Regions from separate parts of the Pan troglodytes genome. Here all the other regions are linked to region 2. Evidence: chromatin contacts called from public HiChIP or PLAC-seq data. All regions are on one chromosome and are shown on one strand. The core of a region is the stretch at or near the end of the contact, and the rest is flanking DNA. Distances in the headings are between cores, read along the strand shown.

Region 1 (3,915 bases), core at 717-3,216, 370 kb before region 2:
TCCCCGCCGTCCCCCGAGGCCCTGCGGCTCCCACACTCACCGCGCTCCCCGCGACCGCGGTGGGTCGGGGCCGGGCTGGGCGGCGCGGGGCGGGCTCTGGGGGGCCCCAGGCCGCCGACTCGGCCAGCAGCTCGTCCAGCAGGCGCAGCGTCTCGTCCCTGCCGTCGAGGGGCGCCACGGGGCTGGGGTCGCGGCCGGGCGCCTCCTCCGCGGCTGCCCCCGGGGCCTCGGCCGCCGCCACCGGCACCCGCCGGCGGGTCCCGCCCTCCAGGGCTGCCGCTCCGGGCCCCGCAGGGAGGCTCTCGGGGCTGCGCCGCCGCCTCAGAGTCCGGCTGCTCCGGCTGCTGCCGCTGCCCATGGCGCGCCCGCCGCCTCCCGGACCGCCGAGGGGGCCCCCGTGAGGGGGCGCGGCCGGGGGCGGGGACGCTAGGGGGTGCGGCCGGGGCGGGCTGCAGGGGGAGGCGCGGGGCGAGGCCCGGGAAGCGGCCGCGGCCAGGGGCTAGGGTTCCCGGGGGGTCGCGGCCCGAGGACGGGGGTGCGAGCCGGAGCCTGGGGAGGGGCGGGCGAGGCAGGGGCTGCATGGGCGTGCCGAGGGGGCGCACACCGGCCCTAGGGAGGGGCGGGCCCGAGACCCCGGCGAGGAGCACCGGGTGCGGGCGCGGCCTCCCCTCCCGGGTCTCCCCCTACAGTCCCCCCACTCCCGCCCACGGGTCCCCTCGCTCCCAGCCGTCGGGTCAGCCCTGTCCGGACCTTCTGGAATTGCTGAACACGCGGGGGGCCCGGCTGGGTTTGTTCATTTATGGAAACGCTCCCCAGACGACGCTCGCCGGGCCCGTGGGAGGCGGCGGGAGCTTGGGGGGACTTCCCAGCGCCTGAGCCCCCTAGCGATGCGCGGGGTGGGCAGGGGAAGACCCTGAGGGCTGCGCGCGCTGCGTTCGCGAGGTCCGGCCGTCAGTGCGCCCCGACCTTTCAGTGTCCGCCAGGCCTAAGACGCCTCGGGAGGGAAGGGGCGATCCTCCGGGCACCAACAGCCCCCTCCGGCCTTCTCCTTCCCTCTGTTGCCCCAGCGGAAACTGGATGTGTGAAGGTTGAGCCTCATCAAAACCTCCAAATAGTCACCACTTTTGGGAAAGAAAAACTTTGAAAATGAAGGAGAAAGGCAAAGCAACCCCCACCCCGCCCTCCCCCCGCCACAGGAAAGAAGCAAAAGGAAATACCTAGGTGGTGGTCATAAGTCTAGCTTTTGGTCTCGGAATTTTTTTTTTTCCTTAACCGCTTTTCTTTTTAAGTGAACTAACCACAACCCAGAGTAGAAAACACTCCAAAGCTGCCGAATTCAAACCCAGCGAGCCTTCCTGTTGGTTGGTTCTGTGTTTTACTTAAATGTGATTACTTCCTTCCCTTGCCCACCTCCCGCAACTTTAAATTCCAGCCTTTCCAAGACAGGGCAATTCAGAAGTCCTGGGTTTAACTCACCTATCTTGACTTGACGTTAACTTTTATCCTGATTGATTGGATTCCAGAATAATTGTGAAAATGGAATTTCGGCTAAACTTTCCCAACTACAGACTTGATATTTTACTATTTTATCACTTCAGGAGTAGACATTAAAAAACATATGCCTAAGAAAATGGAATAAAAATGGGACTCAGATTCACATCCATTTATTTTTATTATTAAGAGAGAACAAGAGGCCGGGCGCGGTGGCTCACGCCCGTAATCCCAGCACTTTGGGAAGCCGAGGCAGGTGGATCACGAGGTCAAGAGATCGAGACCATCCTGGCTAGCACGGTGAAACACCGTCTCTACTAAAAATACAAAAAATTAGCCGGGCGTGGTGGCGGGCGCCTGTAGTCCCAGCTACTCAGGATACTGAGGCAGGAGAATGGCGTGAACCCGGGAGGTGGAGGTTGCAGTGAGCCGAGATCGCGCCACTGCACTCCAGCCTGGGCGACAGAGTGAGGCTCGTCTCAAAAAAAAAAAAAAAAAAGAACAAGAAAGTATTTATAATCTAGCTGGACGTGGTGGCTCATGCCTGTAATCCCAACACTTTCAGAGGTTGAGGCGAGCAGATCACTTTAGGTGAGGAGTTTGAGACCAGCCTGGCCAACATGGTGAAACTGTCTCTACTAAAAATACAAAAATTAGCTGGGCATGCTCACTTGAACCCAGGAGGTGGAGGTTGCAGTGAGCCGAGATCACGCCACTGCACTCCAGCCTGGGCAACAGAGCTGGACTCTGTCTCAAAAAAAAAAAAAAAAAAAAGAAAAGAAAAGAAAAGAAAAGAGAGAGAGAAGAGAGGAGAGACAGAGAGGGAAAAGAAAAAGAAGAGAAAAAAAATGAGGCTGTAATCCCAGCACTTTGGGAGGCTGACCCGAGCGGATCACTTCAGGTCAGGAGTTCGAGACCAGCCTGGCCAATATGATGAAACCCTGTCTCTACTACAAATACAAAAATTAGCCGGGCATGGTGAAGAGCACCTGTAGTCCTAGCTGCTCGGGAGCCTGAGGCAGGAGAGTCACTTGAACCCGGTAGGCGGAGGTTGCAGTGAGCCGAGATCGCACCACTGTACTCCAGCCTGGGCAACCAAAGAGACTCCGTCTCAAAAACAAAACAAAACAAACAAACAAACAAACAAAAAATAAGGAAAAAGCAAAAAGAAAAGAAAAGAAAAAAAAATTTTAAAAAGAAAGTATTTATGATCCCCCTGCCTTTTTTTTTTTTGAGACGAAGTCTTGCTCTGTTGCACAGGCTGTAGTGCAGTGGCCGGATCTCTGCTCACTGCAACCTCCGCCTCCTGGGTTCAAGTGATTCTTCTGCTTCAGGCTCCTGAGCAGCTGGGATTACAGGCGCGCACCACCACATCCGGCTAATTTTTGTATTTTTAGTAGAGACAGGGTTTCACCATGTTCGCCAGGCTGGTTTTGAACTCCTGACCTCAGGTAATCCACCTGCCTTGGCCTCCCTAAGTGCTGGGATTACAGGCGTAAGCTACCGTGCCTGGCCTCTCCCCCCCTTTTTTTTGATGTGCCATCTTAACCATCCAGGTGTAGGATGTGGGGCCAAACACAGATGTCATTTGGGTGCGCTAAGTCCACAGATGTGTCTCGTTTGGAAGCTATTGATATAAGTTTTTAAGAAAACAAATCTCATCTTGAAACTCTTTAAACCCCAAAGAACAACAGCATTTAGAGGCAAACAAGATTTTTCTTGAGTTCACTCAGTTTAATCATTTAAAGGAAAACATGTTTTGCTTCTGCCGAAATAGAAGCTAGTCACGTGACTCACGTTTAAATATATCCACAGCTCCCTGCGTTCACCTCCCAGGGCAACCAATTTTTCTGGCCACTCTTGATTCCAACACTGTTTCCCAAAACTTGTCATTAGCTCCGCTTCAGCGGGAGGAATGCCAGAGCCAGCATTCTTTCCACTTTGAGAGAACATTTTAAAATCTGCTACATTTGTAGACCTGGCTTCCATCAAATATGCTGAAAACCCAGATTGATTTTATTAGAAGCTTCCCATAATAAGCAAACAACCTAAAAGCTTTCCGCATGACTAATGTCCCTAAGATCGTCTCTAAAAATAAATAAGAATTTTTGTCCGAAAGAGTTAGCAACGTCTCAGGAATATTGGAGAATTGAAATGGGGTGTAATCCTTCTTAAGAAAATATCTGGCAGTCACACCTGCAGCTGAAGGATTCTTTTATGCGGTGATAGTGCTCGTGGGTGCTGGTGATGGTGGGTGGAAGGTGAAGCCCAGTTTGGGAACTCTCTGCTTAACTCTGGGAAAATAGAACTTCCTTTCCTTAAACAAATTAAACCCTGGAAGAGGACTACAGTTGGTGATACTTTTTGGAAGGACTCGGGCACCCGAACGATGTTTTCCTTGGTTTCAGGAATAGCCAGGCATCT
Region 2 (3,884 bases), core at 815-3,314:
ACGGCAACCTCTGCCTCCCGGGTTCAAGCGATTCTCCTGTCTCAGCCTCCCCAGCAGCCGGGATTACAGGCGCCTGTCACCATGCCCGGCTAATTTTTGTGTTTTTAGTAGAGACAGGATTTCACCACGTTGTCCAGGCGGGTCTCAAACTCCTGACCCCAGGTGATCCACCCCCCTCGGTCTTCCAAAGTGCTGGGATTACATTATAGCCTTTATACACAGCCATACAAACATTTCCTACTTCCACTAAGTCTTAGAATGATTTTTACTGACCAACAGGCATCATGGAAATGTCTGGAGCATTTGAGATTTTACGAGTTAATTTTCATGTATTAGCTGGGTATATACTTCTTAAAAACTGTAATCTTCAAGTCAACTTATCACATTGTATTACAGTTGCTGTTACCTGATCAGAATTCAGTATTTTTTTTTTTTTTTGAGACAGAGTTTTACTCTTGTTGCCCAGGCTGGAGTGCAATGGCATGATCTCGGCTCACCTCAACCTCCGCCTCCTGGGTTCAAGCGATTCTCCTGCCTCAGTCTCCCGAGTAGCTGGGATTACCGGCATGTGCCACCACACCCGGGGCCTGGCTAATTTTATATTTTTACTGGAGATGGGATTTCTCCATGTTAGTCAGGCTGGTCTCCAACTCCCGACCTCAGGTGATCCGCCTGCCTCAGCCTCCCAAAGTGTTGGGATTACAGGCGTGAGCCACCACGCCTGGCTAGAACTCAGTATTCTTAAACCAGCGTTGCCTACCAAGTTTAGCAATTCCGGGAATGCCAACTGTCCTTACAGTCACTCTCGTATTTGCTTAGCTATGAGAATAATTTGGGGCTAACTTCACCAGTAAGAAAAACAAGCAAGAACATCACTCTAGTAACAATAAAAGCCACTGTATTTTGCTTTCATCAAATGTGGCACCTTGTGAACCAGCTTTCTTAAAATTATTTATTTTAACCTTTAAAAATTTCTGCCAGGTAGAGCTTTCTTCTTTTCCACTGTGCAACCCACTTCAGTGCCAGCAGCCTACGGGCACAGAGGCCAGGCAATGGTTCGGGGACACAGTTTGCTCTGGCATGGGGTACTATGACAGGCCCAGGGTGACGGGCCTGTCATAAATCCAAACCCATGCATAGAATTTGCTTTAAAGCTCTATCTATTGTGACTGCTTGGCATTGTCAACCTCCGAAGTTGCCTAAATCACCCCTCGGAGAAGGGAAGAGAGTAACAACGCTAGCAAAACCATTTTTGTTACAGACATGGTTATATATTTTTGTTTATATGAAGAATATTTACAATTTAATAATAAATAGGCTCATGCAGTCACGAACTGGGTCATTTAAGGCCTTATTAAATATTTTTAAGGCAGTGTTCAGGCCTAAACTTGGAAAGTTTTGATTTCTTTTTAATACGCCAACACTTTTTTGCTTTTCTGTATCTTTTAAGGCGTTACTTAAGTAACTTACTTAAATATACTTTACTGAAGAACACCTTTCGGTCTTTCTGTAACAGCTAAGTTACTTAAAATGGTCAATCAATTAGCACAAGAGGATAATGTTAGAAGAGATAGGGGCTAATTCAAACAAACTTTGAAAAAAATTTCACAAATCAATTAAAGTCTGCCCAATTTTATGTTTAAACAAAGTCAGCCAACACATTCTTTGTCCTCCCCAGACATTCCTGAGAGGTTCTGCCTTCTACACTTTCACCAATTATTTCGACTTCGCAAACAGCACAATCAGCCTTTTCTGCAAACCTTAGGGCTGTCTCCCCTGTGTATGTCCGTTCATCTAAGCCAAGCTTTTCCGAAATCACCGAGTCATTCACAGTCCTTAAATAAACACCTCTAAGTCATGGCCGAGCATCTAATATCACAGCTACTACAGCAAGACTATCTTAGCTCTACCCACTCTCGCGGGTTTCCAAATTGGTGTCATCTGCTCTGTAGACACAGCGAAAATAAAAACTGGAAGGAAACTGAAGGCGCCAAGGCCGGGGCCCGCTCGTCTGTACCAAGGCGAGCCCGGGCTCTGCGCCCCTGCACCTGCTGCGCGGCCGCCAGGGCCTCCCCAACGGCTCCCCGGCCAGCGCGCGGCCGCCGACGGGTTGGGAAAGAGGCCGGCGCGGGGCCGCAGGGTCTCCGGGTGGGTCTCCCCTAGGCCCCTCCAGCCCCGAGCTGTGAAGACGGGGGCAGAACGAGGCGCCCGAATCACCCTTATCCAGCCGCGGGAGAACCCCGGGCCGGGAGGAAGCGGCGCCTCAAGGTCGTGGCCCGCTCGGCGACCACGTGTCTCCGCAGGCCGGCGAGGCGCGCCGCACACGTGCCCGGTGCCCGGGACCCGGGGCCCGCAGCCCGCCCCGGCTCCCGCCCTCGCTCCCTCCCTTCCTCCGCGGCCGGGGAGTCCCTCACCTCAGAGCGCCCAGGCGCCGCAGGCCAGCCCCATGGGGAAGCGCAGACGCCGGAGCCTGAGTCGCAGCCGCAGGAGCGCTCGGCCGCCCCCGCCGCGCCCGTCAGCGCCTGGCTCCCGCCCGCCGGAGACGCCGGCCCGAGGTGGCGCCGGAGCTGCTGGCAGAGGGGCGGCGGGCGGCGGCGGCGGCGGCTACAGGAGGGACTGACAAAGCCCCACGGCGCGCCGCTTCCTACTTATAGCACCGGCGGGTCGCCATGGAGACGCACCAGCTCAAACCAGCCACGATCGGTTCCGGCCGGGACACCGCCGGGGGAGGGGCGGGGGCCCGACGGTGGCCAACCCGGGCCCGCGCGGAGCTGGTGGGGCGCCGGCGGGCCGACGTCAGCCGAGCCGAGCACCGCCTGCCCCACGCGTGGCCCCCGCCCCCGGCTTCGCGCCCCGCCCTCCCCGCCCTGCGGCCGCCTCGCCCCGCCCCGCCCTGCGGCGGTCGCGCCCGCCTGGAACTGGTCCGCGCACGCGCACGACGCCGCAGGCCCCGGCCCCCGCCCGCGGCAGCTGAACGGCAGAGCCTGTAGCTGCACAGCTGTGCTTACACCTGGCGTTCAGTACCTCGTGCCCGAGAGCGGAAAAGGGAAATCGCGAGCGGAGGACCGATGTGCTGGCCACGTGGGCCCCGCCGGGCCTACTCCGGACCCTGCTGCCGCCCATTGCTCCGGTGCAAGGGACCTGGAAGTGATCCCGGTGCCGCTCTGCTCCCACCAGCTAGGGAGCAGAGGCGCGGGAGGGAAGGGGCATCCCGGGGGTCGCCAGCACGCTGCGGGCAGGGCTAGCAGCCGCCTCCACGCCCCCGCGCTGGAAGCCTCGTCTTTGTAACATCGAGGTATCCTGTAACTAGATGGGTCCTGGCCTGCGGAGGTAGTTTCCCCTGTGAAGCCAGGGACTCAGCCAGGAGCGTGAGGGGAGCCGGATCCTGAGTCTCCAAGCCGCCCACTACCCTCTGCTTTACCGGATGGAACTCATCAGTAACTAGGTATCTTTAAGGGCGGCTCCCTGGCGCGCTCTGAGAGTTACGGAAGTCCCAAAATGCTTTGACCGAAAACGTCTAAACAGTGAATACATAAAGCAAAAAGCCGCGTGGGAAATTCGAGTCCCTAGGAGCGCCCAGGGGACGCCTCTGGGGGTGGACTGCCACTCACTCCAGGCCACGCTGGAATGCCCGCACCAGGGAGGCACTGGACTTGAATTGGGGACACTTTTTTTTTTTTTTTCATTTTTACCTTTCATTCCCTTTTGGACAATCCAGACAGGATATGTCTCTCCCTAGGGTGGGGATTTCGACTCCCTAGGGTGGGAGTACAGCCGATGAAGAGTTAAGGAGAGGAGAGGGTAGATCTAGATCTAGCCCTGGGTGGGTGGGGGCGGGGTTGGAGGAGCTCAGAGCACTGGCCCAGCGCTGCCCCCAACTTGCT
Region 3 (3,918 bases), core at 720-3,219, 330 kb before region 2:
CCGCCCGCATTGCCGCGTGGCCCTGGGCGCCGCCACCTCCTCCGCAGCGGGGCAAAGTTGCCGGACCTGGGGGGAGGAGGGCCACGCCGAGATGACTCAGGTTTAGCGCGGGAGGGGGGGATGGCGACTTCACCCGGCCTCTAACAACACGTACGCATCTTTCGGCGTCTTCTACAATGGCTATGTTAATTACGTGGCCAGGAACTAAACTATCAATGAAGCCACCTCTGACTACTTCAGTTACAGTGAGTTTAACAGGAGCAAAAAAGCACGTGGCGCCCTAGGGCAACCGAAACGAGGGTTTTAGACGCTGATTATGGGAAATTGAAATCTGAGTTGAGTATGAGATGACACCAATAAATTATAATTTTGTTAGATAATAGCTTTATCAGCCATAAAGTAATCAATAAAAATACCAATTTCCTGGAGATGGATGCTTTAGTGTGTTTGGGCTGAAAATGGCAATGAATGGCTAGTTGCTTTAAACAAATCATGGTACACCAAAGTTTTAGTTGTGGCTTTGTGTAAGGAATGTGATGGGCACTTATTCCTGCAACACGAGAATACTTTGATTTACAAGTCCGTAGTACTTTTAAGAAATGAGAGAAACAGACCTAGGTGGGGAGGGTACCTGTCCCACCCCACCCTCTTTAAAGTATCTTATCTACAAAAGGCTTTGTGAACAAAAAAGTCCCGGGTCTCTCTCAATAACAGCCCTGAGCGCAGCTGTTGAAGCTTTCTCAGGTTAATGATTTCTTTCTTGGATCTTAAAGTTTCTTTCTCTTCCTTTATTTTTGGCATTTTGCCCGTTGCAGGGCCTGGCAAATCAGAAAGCCACATAGAAAATTAAATGAAAGCTATTGCTAAGTTCCAGTCTCTACACCAGTGGAGTTTTCAAACTCCTCTTCAGCATATTTGACGCCCAATGAGTAGTACATTAATTCCTAGTCCTAAAATCATTCTGTGAACTTTCTCCCAGGAATTTTTGCTCAGTTTGCAATTAAAACAACTTTTTTTCTTCTCTTTTTAATGGCAGAGGCGGGGTCTCACTATGTTGCCCAGGCTGGTCTCCAGCTCCTGGCCTCAAACAATCCTCCTGCCTCGGCCTCCCAAAGTGCTGGGATTACAGGCGTGAGCTACCGCGCCCAGCCACAGTTTGCAATTCTTAAGGCAAGGGTGACAATAGGGGACAGGGGTCTGACAGAAGACAGGATTTCTGTGGAAAACTGCACCAAGGGCCTTCTCTCCATGTCCTGTAGTTTGAAAGTTTACAAAGGACTGCACATTTTACATGAGTCATCTCAACGAACGCTCTCCTCACCGCATTAACAGCCCACGCGATTACGAGTCCCATTTTACTCACGGGGACACCGAATCTGTAAGAAGCCTGGTCGCTTGTCCCAGCAAAACGAGCCGCGGGGCTCAGCGGCCCTAACTTTTAGGCTGTAGGGTCCTCGCCGACCACCCCGCCAAAATGTCAGGCCTCGGGGCCCTTGCACCCCCACCCCAGGGACACGGATCGAAAGGGTCGCAGCAACGCCTCCCCCGCACCCAGGAGCGTTTTCCAGGCCTTTGCACCAACCTCGTTGGCTAAGACCCCTGCCCGGCGGCGGCCCGGCTGGGAGGAGGTGCTTTCGGGAGGCGGGGCCGCGGCCCGGGGATCCTCTCGCGCCCGCGGGCTCCAATCGCTGCGCCTCACGCAATCCTAAACGGTTCCCGGGCGAACCGGGGCCCGCGCGCGCCAAGGCCGCCGAGACCCTCAGGGGCTGCGGCCCTGGTCCCGTGGGACCTGTGGGGGCCTGGGCGGCGGCGCCCTCGACCCAGCCAGCGGACGGGCCGGGGGGGGGGAACCGGGAGGTCCCGGGGGGCGTCCACGGGGGTGTACCCGGGGGTCTCCGGAAGGCGCCGGCGGAGGCTCCCGCGCTGCGCTTGAAAATCGCGCGCGGCCCCGCGGCCAGCCTGGGTAGGGGCAAGGCGCAGCCAATGGGAAGGGTCGGAGGCATGGCACAGCCAATGGGAAGGGCCGAGGCACCAAAGCCAATGGGAAGGTCCGGGAGCGCGCGGCGCGGGAGATTTAAAGGCTGCTGGAGTGAGGGGTCGCCCGTGCACCCAGCCCCAGCCGTCCTGTCCTGGCCGCTCGCTCTGCTTCGCTGCGCCGCCACTATGCTCTCCCTCCGTGTCCCGCTCGCGCCCATCACGGACCCGCAGCAGCTGCAGCTCTCGCCGCTGAAGGGGCTCAGCTTGGTCGACAAGGAGAACACGGTGAGCGCGCGGGGAGGGCGCTGCGGGCAGGGGAGGGAGGCAGGGAAAGCGAAGCCGCCGCTCACTCACGCGTCTCCCCGCAGCCGCCGGCCCTGAGCGGGACCCGCGTCCTGGCCAGCAAGACCGCGAGGAGGATCTTCCAGGAGCCCGCGGAGCCGGTGAGTGGCGGGCGTGGGGCAGAGGGGCCAGGGACGGCCTTGGGCGTCTTGGCGCCAAAGCCGCATTGTTTCCTCAGCTGTTCACACTCCCGCGCCGGCTCCTTTCCCGCCTAGGCGGCCCCTCCCCAGGGCGGCCTCCCGCGCCCCTCGGCCCATTTCCCGGTTCGGGCGTGCGCTCCTCTGCTGCGACCCACGGAGTGCGACGGGACAGCCACGTTTTCACATCGGGCCCCGTGAAATTGCCGCCAATGGAAAGGACTTGGTCCAGAAAAACGTTCGTTTCATATGGTTCGCCCGGTACTTAAATGTTTTATTTTCTCCCCCAACAGAAAAGTAAAGCAGCTGCCCCCGGCGTGGAGGATGAGCCGCTGCTGAGAGAAAACCCCCGCCGCTTTGTCATCTTCCCCATCGAGTACCATGATATCTGGCAGATGTATAAGAAGGCAGAGGCTTCCTTCTGGACCGCCGAGGAGGTAATCGGAGGACCCCAGAAGACCCCTGCAGGGGTGACCGTGACGCCTCAGACATAAATGCACTTGGAGGTTCCCGTTGGCAAGGGGGGCTAACTGTGGGGCATAGTGAGTGGTGCCAGCATACTTAAAGTCTGAGTGCTCAGTGTGAGTCCTGTAGGCTTTACTCTCTTCCTTTTGTGCTAAAATTGTGACTTCCGAACCTCAGGTGGACCTCTCCAAGGACATTCAGCACTGGGAATCCCTGAAGCCCGAGGAGAGATATTTTATATCCCATGTTCTGGCTTTCTTTGCAGCAAGCGATGGCATAGTAAATGAAAACTTGGTGAGTTTCCAAAACATCTTTCATTCATTTGACGTTGACGATCTGAGGTCGAACTAGTTCGCTTTCCTCGTCTTGTACGTTTTTCCATGCTGAGTGCATCTGTGTGTGTAAGCTGGGTTTTATATTACATGGCATTTCCTGTTTTGTAACACTTTGCAGGTCTTTCTTATGGTATTTTCCTGACTCTAGAGAAGCTGAGACAATATTAAGTGGTAGCAATGTGATGACTCCTTGTGGCCACCACATCTGCTCCCTCTTTTTTTTTTTTTTTTTTTTTTTGAGACAGAGTCTCACTCTGGCCCAGGCTGGAGTGCAGTGGTGTGATCTTGGCTCACTGCAACCTCCGCCTCCTGGGTTCAAGCGATTCCCCAACCTCAGCCTCATGAGTAGCTGGGATTACAGACGTGCGCCACCATGCCTAGCTAATTTCTGTATTTTTAGTAGAGACAGGGTTTTACCATGTTGGCCAGGCTGGTCTCGAACTGCTGACCTCAGGTGATCCACCCACCTTGGCCTCCCAAAGTGTTGGGATTACAGGCGTGAGCCACCACGCCCGGCTCTGTTCCCTCCTTTTTGTGGCTTTGCTGTTTTAATAATCATTTGGTTGTATCTCTTATTGCGAATGGATCTTTCTTGACATAAACTAATTAGGAAATCGAGCGCTCACAGAAATCCTATTTTATATGTATCTATTTCCTGATAT

Evidence for each region. HiChIP or PLAC-seq counts read pairs in DNA pulled down with a chosen protein or histone mark.
Region 1: an H3K4me3 HiChIP or PLAC-seq map of stem cell-derived excitatory neurons shows a contact between it and region 2, with 5 times the contacts expected there. The contact joins the promoter of CYS1 here to the promoter of ODC1 in region 2. A contact is called at or near these places in 3 of 7 Hi-C or Micro-C datasets (blood, induced pluripotent stem cells and stem cell-derived neural progenitor cells) and 1 of 1 datasets of contacts at active chromatin or transcription factors (stem cell-derived excitatory neurons).
Region 3: a contact with region 2 is called in an H3K4me3 HiChIP or PLAC-seq map of stem cell-derived excitatory neurons, with 7 times the contacts expected there. The contact joins the promoter of RRM2 here to the promoter of ODC1 in region 2. A contact is called at or near these places in 2 of 7 Hi-C or Micro-C datasets (lymphocytes and stem cell-derived neural progenitor cells) and 1 of 1 datasets of contacts at active chromatin or transcription factors (stem cell-derived excitatory neurons).

Annotation. Positions count from the first base shown.
Region 1 is chr12:112,788,387-112,792,301 of NHGRI_mPanTro3-v2.0_pri, reverse strand. CYS1 (cystin 1) reads right to left here and starts at 1,966. Exons shown (of 3, transcript XM_001155543.6): 1 at 41-1,966. The coding sequence starts at 358.
Region 2 is chr12:112,413,668-112,417,551 of NHGRI_mPanTro3-v2.0_pri, reverse strand. It overlaps ODC1 (ornithine decarboxylase 1), which reads right to left and starts at 2,064. Exons shown (of 12, transcript NM_001279911.1): 1 at 1,915-2,064. LOC112208261 (small nucleolar RNA SNORA42/SNORA80 family) reads right to left here and starts at 1,136; the gene lies at 1,001-1,136.
Region 3 is chr12:112,744,713-112,748,630 of NHGRI_mPanTro3-v2.0_pri, reverse strand. RRM2 (ribonucleotide reductase regulatory subunit M2) reads left to right here and starts at 1,969. Exons shown (of 12, transcript XM_063790117.1): 1 at 1,969-2,262; 2 at 2,346-2,420; 3 at 2,750-2,893; 4 at 3,099-3,215. The coding sequence starts at 1,984. It overlaps LOC107972466 (a long non-coding RNA gene), which reads right to left and starts at 1,694. Exons shown (of 3, transcript XR_001715119.3): 1 at 1,583-1,694.